Regions from separate parts of the Bombyx mori genome. Here region 1 is linked to region 2. A link is a contact called in public Hi-C data. All regions are on one chromosome and are shown on one strand. Each heading gives the region's core, a stretch centred on a gene start, on an enhancer-like site or on the middle of the called end of the contact. The rest is flanking DNA. Distances are from core to core; before and after follow the strand shown.

Region 1 (4,238 bases), core at 491-2,990, 61 kb after region 2:
TCATGTTCTGTTCGATCACTGTGAAGTGTTTTAAATGTTATTAATTAGTTAATTACTAACTATTAATTACTTACTATACTTACAAATTGCTAACATCTGTATGGCGTCAGCAAAATTAAAATGAAACAAATTTATTTGTTCACCAGCCCTAACTTAGATAGTGCCTTTTTGCTCTTGTTGCTTGCTCTCTTTACCAACCTGCGAGGCAATATTAGTCCGACTTGTGATACAAAATAACTGGTAAATCCGCGTAATCTTGCGCTCGACTAAGAAACAAACTCTGTTAAATACGGGAACGACTTTAATAGAAAAACGTTTTCTTGTATTTATTTTCTGCTAATATCACTTAAGAAATACATACGAATCAGCGAATGCTAATAAAAACTTACACCACCACACTAGAGTTCATAAACGATTGCTTTAATGAGTACCGACGTAAAATTCTTAAGAAGAAAAGTCCTTCTGTTTTACTACATTATTAATTAATGAATGTAATAATAGTTTTAATCAGGTATATGTTTGAGATATAAGATAAAGTAGTACTATAGAACTTGACTTAAAATTCATGTCTCAAGGTACGTAGCGGTATTTAGGATGATGATGTCTATAGGTCCCAGTAACCAATTAATACCAGGTGCGCCGTGAGCTTTCATCTGTTTAAACGAGAGAAAAAACAATGGGAATTGTACTCAATATAAAAGTTAAAAGTTAAAATGTATTTTTAAATATTCAGAGACGAAACAACAAGGTAAAACGCAAGGCAGAAAGAATCTTACAAATTCTCGTACAAAAGCTCAGAGAAATAAAACTTTATTCGTCTCGAGAGCTCTGAATTTTGTACTCGAGTTTTCCTGCTGATTACTCGGTTCCTTTATCATTAAACATAATCATTGCCCGCGTACTCTGAACTCGCAAAATTATATAATACCCGACAAATCGTAAGAATTCTTGTACGTAATTTGAAGTCGTAACTGTATCGAAATTAAACTCGAAAATTGTGCAGTCGTAATTATGCTGACATTGTTCGCTCGATATTGTAAGCTTCTCTTAAAGGTCACAAGATTGTAGGGTCAATACAGATAGACAAAAGTGGCCCTTAACAAGCCTCACACTTAAATAAATTTCGTAATATTTTCTAAAGACTCTCAAGGCAGATTTCGGCTGATTGACGACAATTTAGTGTCCCTTATGGATAGTATGCGGATGGATCGTGAATTCGTTCACCTGTCTACGCAATAAATAAAAAGGCACTGTAAATGCGATTAGGTTAGAATAAGTTAATCCAATTACTTACGTCAATAATGAAGTTATCGATCTTATTAAATCAGAAAACAGTAGTAGCACAAATAAAACCTTTTCGAAACAGACTGGGTGCATAAATGTATTTTTTAGCTTGTTACGACTCACTGGTGGTAGGACCTCTTGAGAGTCCTCGCGGGTAGGTACCACCACCCTGCCTATTTTTGCCTTGAAGCAGTAATGCGTTTCGGTTTAAAAGGTGGGGCAGGCGTTGTAACTATACTTGAGACCTTAGAACTTATATCTCAAGGTGGGTGGCGCATTTACGTTGTAGATGTCTATGGGCTCCAGTAACCACTTAACACCAGGTGGGCTGTGAGCTCGTTCACCCAAGTAAGCAATAAAAAAAAATCTAAATTTATTCGTCATTGCACTCATTATGAGCATAGAAAGTTAAGGAAGCCACGTAAATGCGTACAAAAACAAACATGGAGACTGTTTGGGCGATCCCAACCGGTCACGCTACGTAGCCTTGCAACTGCCTAGGGCTGTAATCTGTTGTAATCATCATTCACTGAGCGAACCATTCAACTTTGCAAAATTCTGAAGTCCTTTTTTAGAAGCAGCTCATAATATGGCTTTTTATTTTTTTATTTTTGGAACGAAGTTCCTTGTGGGACGATGCGGAGGGGCACCCAGACCGGGAAAAAACGTCCGTAACGTAAGATTTTTATTATTTATGTATAATCTTAGTATGATGGCTATACAGTGTCTAATGTATAGTCTACGTGATGACGGTTATTATTATTATTCATATAAATAGGTGTTTCTTTGTATATTATTATTATATTTTTTATAAATCATTGTGAATAAAATAAAGTTGATAACTTTGTAAAGTAGTTTTTATTTATTTTTATCAATAAAAAATCATAATAAAAAATGTATACCCGAATAATTATTTTCTTTATACCTCGAATAGAACGTAAAATTAATATTTTTATAATAAAGAACTTCGTTCTTATCCGGTGTGCCACGACATCACACATCTTTTTTTTTTTTTATTGCTTAGATGGGTGGAAGAGCTCACAGCCCACCTGGTGTTAAGAGGTTACTGGAGCCCATAGACATCTATAACGTAAATGCGCCACCCAACCTTGAGATATAAGTTCTAAGGTCTCAAGTATAGTTACAACGGCTGGCCCACCCTTCAAACCGAAACGCATTACTGCTTCGCGGCAGAAATAGGCAGGGTGGTGGTACCTACCCATGCAGACTCACAAGAGGTCCTACCACCAGTAGGAAGAGCAAAATTTATAGACCAAACTATTTTTTTTTTATTATGTTGTAACCATCCGGCTATGGAATGAGCTCCCCTCCACGGTGTTTCCCGAGCGCTATGACATGTCCTTCTTAAAAAGAGGCTTGTGGAGAGTATTAAGCGGTAGGCAGCGGCTTGGCTCTGCCCCTGGCATTGCTGAGGTCCATGGGCGACGGTAACCACTCACCATTAGGTGGGTCGTATGCTCGTCTGCCTACAAGGGCAATAAAAAAAAAATGCTTGATTTTTGTTGGATTCATAATAATCATCATATTTGGTATTTAATTGGTATAAAATTTGGATTGGTATTTAATTTGGTATTTAATTGGTACTTAATTGCGTTAAAGTTCCGTTAATTTTTACGTTATTTCCAACAAGAACGGATCTCTCCTTAAGAACAATCCTTCAGAAGGTCCTTAATAAATAAGGACCTTGTGGATTAAGCTACATCGCCTCATCTCTAGAACGAATTTCGCGTATTCAATAAAAAAATAATTTATAATTACTAACAAAGCTACGAAGCGAAAATTTTTGAGTACCCGCAACCCTAACATTTTTGAGTGCTCGAGATTTACTTAGGCATTTGTATAACGGTATCCTCCAATTGCTTTAACAGCTATTAAAATAAGACTTTTTTTTAATGATACAACGGACAATTAAAACCTTTTATGCATTGTCAATGACACATTCAGAGAAAAATGGCAGCTTTTAATGTACCCCTAGAATGGGTGATATCCATAATGAGCGGTTAGAGCTCTCTAAGAAATGGGGCGTTTGCGTTCATAGCTTTGCTAAAATACTTTTACTGCAGAAACATGTAGAAATAAATGCAGTGATGTTTTATTTGTCAATATGGGTTATCGTTGTAATATATAGGTATTATTTTGTAATAGGTTGTAATATATTAACATTTTAATTAAGGATGTTAAATTGCACCCTAAAACATACAAATTACATTGAGATCACATGAATTAATTATATCGACGCTTGAAAGGCAAACGTGACTAAGCGACAATAACTGCTTTGTACATAAATGATAGGCAATAATATTCGATGCGCAAAAAAAATATATTTCTAGGTCTATTAAAATCATTTCAATCCTACAGCTAGATTCGTTAAAATAGAATTTTTCTCAGGTATTTCAACTTCAAATTAGTCTACTGTAAAGTTCACGCACCGTCGCTTAGTCAAGTTTGCCTTTCAAGCGTCGATATGCATTATTATTATTCTTATGTAAAATTAACATCATTACTAATAGGCTAGAATGTCTTATTAAATTAATTCATTTTTCAATAATTACAATTAAATTTATTCACGAACTCAGAGTATTAAAACAATTTAATATGTTTCATACCCTGTATATAAATTTTTTTATATTATTTATGTTTATATATATATATGTTTATTATTTTACTATTTCCAACATGTCCAGTTACAGTTTTCGTGGTCGTCCATACACAAGAACAATTAAGCTGAGACTACGAATGCCAAATGCCTTTTACAATACAAATTCAAGAGTCAACTTTAAGATTTAAGAGTGACTAAGCCCATGAGGTGATCACAGCTCTGTTCTTCTTCTATCTGTAGGTACATGATATAAACTTTGTCAACGCGTTTTACCGCGCACGCTGAGATTGAAAATGGCTGAACCATTTTGATTGTGGTTTTTCGTTTTTTTTTT
Region 2 (4,157 bases), core at 812-3,311:
TGCTATACATTGAGCTGGGTGGGAATTTTAAAGAAGGCACAGAGGGATCCTTTACCGACATTCCAAAAGGCTATAAAGACGTTTTCTGAATTTAAAAAGATATGGTTCGGTACAATTAGTAACAAAATCCACAATTTTCCCAGTACTTTTTGAAACACAATCCGATTCTACTTCTGTAAAGGCATTACATCTCTAAAATATATAAAAATATATAAAATATATAAATTGATTTCGAATAAAAAAATTACAAATGCGGAAGTCCACATGTTGCTTCAATTCAGTACAATATAAATAAAACCTTATTCTAAATCAGCTCTGAACGCCAATTGTTACATCTTTTTTAACTAACTATCTATTCATAGTAGATAATTCATCATCCAATTCAATCGTAAATATGTTTAGTCAGTACAATATTATTATTTTTTGCATTAAAAAATCGTTCGGATCAATTTGACATTTTTAAATTCCTTATCGAACAAAAGCAGATCTTCAATAACAAAGCAGCCATGTAAGAAGCAAACAGAATTAATAAACAGAAGTCGCAGTATTAAGCAGTGCCTTATAAAACAATTTTAAAGAAGCGAAGCACGTGCCGTTTTATACTTTCAACATAAATGAATGCGTTTCGTGTGATCAAGAATTCTAAATGAAAGTCATCCAAATTAATTACGTCGCCAAATACGAAGTTTCCAGAAAAACCTCTCGTTTAACATGTGCCAACGAATCAATCAAGCGGAATGAAATGTCCTAAAGGCTACAATCCATTACTTGAAGCGCGATTGCAGTGATATAATCCGTGGTTTGGTTATAGTTAGGTTAAGCGATGTTCAACGGGCCGTCAGCACGATAACCTTCGTTGGAAATGGTAAGCCCATGGTTACCAGTCGAGATAGAAATAAGACAGAGAATCAAGTCAGGATATTAATACAGAACACGGAAGATTGGGATTCGATAATTTAAGGTGGCAGAGATTCTGATCGAAATTTAACAGTCAAGATCCTCGGAAGTAAATAGTTGTGTTGACAATTACGTCTTTAAAATGCTGTTAGTTAGCCGACGAATTGTAACTTTAATTTGCGCAAGCTCTTGCTTTCCGTTCTTCCTCTTTCCAAGCTACATTTCATATGGAGGTTGGATGCTGTGGTGCAAAAGTGACGATGTTCGGTGGATTAATCGCTCATACCATCCAATAGCTCCAACGCCAGAGGAAAAAGTTTGGCAATTACATGACTAGATCCAAAAAAAACTGACAAAATGTAGGATTAAAAGTTTTGTTTACGTATTGTGAAATTCACGAAAGTTTGACTCGATGTATGGATCAGAGTTGTGGAACAGAGCTTTATTTCTGCTCACATAGCTTCGCTTTGAAATCAGTTGTGAACTATCCTAAAACTGAGAAAAACTTGCATAAATCGAAACAAACGATATGAAGTCTGCAATTCCAATGTCTTGGCGTGTACAAAAAACTCAAAGACCCAAGTCCGCTGCTCTTTATGGATGATTAAGGAAAGATCAAATTACAATAGACTTTCCGTCACGTGTTTCGGCATTTTGAAGAGTTGTTATTTTTTTACGATCTATATTTTGTTTTTTCTTTCTACCAGGTAGGCAGCGAATTGGATCTGCCACTGCCATTGCTGAAGTCCATGGGCGACGGTAGCCACTCACCATCAGGTGGGCCGTATGCTCGTTTGCCTACAAGAGCACTAACAAAAAAATAAAAAAAAACCCTAGTCGTTAGTGGCCTCGAGGGGTTAATCCAAATAAGCGCGGACGGGTGGGCGAGCTCACGGGCTGAACCTGACAGAACTTGTTAACACTAGCCCTAGCAAGAGCAGTGCTCGCTGAATCTACCACCGGATTGGAATCATGAGCCATTGCAAAGATCCCGGTAGAAACTTAGTGCCGGTGCATAACTCTCGTGATAACTCTACACCAATTGGGCCTTCAAAACTTTCAATGCCTCAAACTTACCCTTAAAAACGATATAGAAATAAAAAATATTTAAAAAACTACTCTCTGTATACTATACGGCAAATATGTAATACGAGTATATTGGAAAAAAAAGTTAGTGCTCACGTCCATACATTCCGCGCGTCACCTGACATTTAATCGATCTTACATTCCATGCGATACATTATTGAAAATTTCGTATGTCATTTTTTGTTATTGTTATCGTGACAAGATTCCGAATCACCAGTCTGTTTTCGGGAACAGTTCAAATACGGAGTGTATAACTTATGTTGTCTATTGTTATTAAAAAATCGGTTGTCTGTAAAGTCGGTTTACTGACGATAGTTGAATGTGACAACGTCAAAAGAAAATAATGATGGAATGGTTTCATTTTTCAATTATCGCAATTATCGTTGCTAGAAAAAATTGACACCAGATTCAGTTTTCACTGAACTTCATACTTGACGAAAACATGTACGCCTCAGAGCGAGGTAACGCCGCATGAGTCATGTTTTTTCGTGCGTGCAGGCTCCATCGAATTATAAGCCGTTGTCACGTCAAAAGCATGTGTAGCGTTTTCTTTCAAGACATCTCCCATCAGTCTAATATAAAATAGTTAAGTTTGTATTTTCAGGTTGAGTTACAGCTATGTGTGTAATTTTATAATGTTCTGAAGCAAGTTTTATAACTGAATACGGTCTGTGGGTCAATGCGGCAGTCCCCCGGTGACAGACGAACGCTAGACTTGTTTTCTACGTAATCAAGACATAAGTTGAAGCGTGTTTGTTGAGAAGTAAAAAAATTTAGCTCAAACGACTTTCTAAGCCATTTTAGTAACTTCTCAAAGAATAAATAATTTAAAACTAAAATTATCAAGTTTTATTGGGCTTATAATAGACAAACTAGCAATAACTTTTAAAATGTTTTCGTAGATTCGGAAGAAAGCGCCTGTGAAAAATATAATGTGTGTTCATTGTAAAAATATAATTCATGCTGCTTGTAATTTAAAATAAGATTAATAAAATATTTTAGTATAATATTTTTCGCGATAGGCGACTCGCATTGCGCATCCATGAACGACAGTGACTGCTCCCCATCAGCTGGGCCCTACGATCGCCTGTATACTAAGGCTAAAAATAATTCGGATTTCGCGGGTCTTGTAACATTCAGAAATCAGATCATCAACAGAAAGTCCGAAAATCTATCAACAAAAAATCAGAGAAATTAGCAAAAACAAGTTAGTATTAGTTCAAGCCTTAATTTTAAAATGGAAAAGGGCTGGACATGTAGCACGCCCTCAAGACCAGAGATGGACAAAAAAGTAACAATATGGAAGGGCCCCCTAGGAAAAAGAAAGAGGGGAAGACCATATACTAGATGGGAAGAAGATATAAAGAAGTAACAACTACAAACTGGGTTAAAATTGCCCAATTTAGAGAAAATTCGCTATCCTTGGAGGAGGTTTTTTTTACCTGAGGAGGGGTTCTAAAAAGTGGGAAATAGTAACTAATATTATTCAGCAAACATTTTTATTCGTTACTATACTGAGACGATATACTTATATAGTTGTAACTATACTGAGACCTTAGAACTTATATCTCAAAGTGGGTGGCGCATTTACGTTGTAGATCTCTATGGGCTTCAGTAACCACTTAACACCAGGTGAGCTGTGAGCTCGTCCACCCATCTGAGCTATAAAAAAAGTTATTTAATGGCAAAGATCACATTGCGTTAATTTTTGTTTTTATGTCATTTATATGAAATAAAAGGCTTTTTATTATTTATTATTATAAATATCATTATAATAACCTACTTTTATGGTTTAATATCCCGTTTATTATTTCTAATGCTTTACAGTTGTCGTTGTCTCACTGAACACTAAAGTGTTATTCGTCGAAAATTTAATATAGTGCAAACTATGTTTTTAAAAAAGAATTATAGTAAATTTAGCTGAGGTAATCAGAACATTAAAAAATAATAAAATGAAAATAATAAACGCGAGATATAGTTAGATATAGAATAAAGTTAAGGTATTATATAATTATTATCAGTCTAAGGTATTTGTAGTATAAAGTTTATTACCAAGTTTATCTAGAGATGTAGATGTATAAAGTGACTAAAATTATTATTTATGCAACTTGAATTGTGTCCAACCTAATACACTTTTCTCGCGGTTATTAAAATCAGCTTGGCACAACGCCAAA

What was found. Hi-C and Micro-C count contacts between places; a contact is called where the count stands out from the background.
Region 1: a contact with region 2 is called in a Hi-C map of middle silk gland, with 2.1 times the contacts expected there. The contact joins two enhancer-like sites. A contact is called at or near these places in 2 of 7 Hi-C or Micro-C datasets (middle silk gland and whole pupa).

The regions. Positions count from the first base shown.
Region 1 is chr23:12,665,216-12,669,453 of ASM3026992v2, forward strand. The region is part of intron 2 of LOC100174824 (fez1); the gene reads right to left. Among protein-coding and RNA genes, the nearest start is that of LOC100174824, 19 kb to the right of the region's middle. Within about 2 kb of position 1,741, at least 1 of the 8 cell types and tissues checked has open chromatin away from gene starts, as enhancers often do.
Region 2 is chr23:12,603,495-12,607,651 of ASM3026992v2, forward strand. All of the region lies in intron 2 of LOC100174824 (fez1), which reads right to left. Among protein-coding and RNA genes, the nearest start is that of LOC101738187, 36 kb to the left of the region's middle. Within about 2 kb of position 2,062, at least 2 of the 8 cell types and tissues checked have open chromatin away from gene starts, as enhancers often do.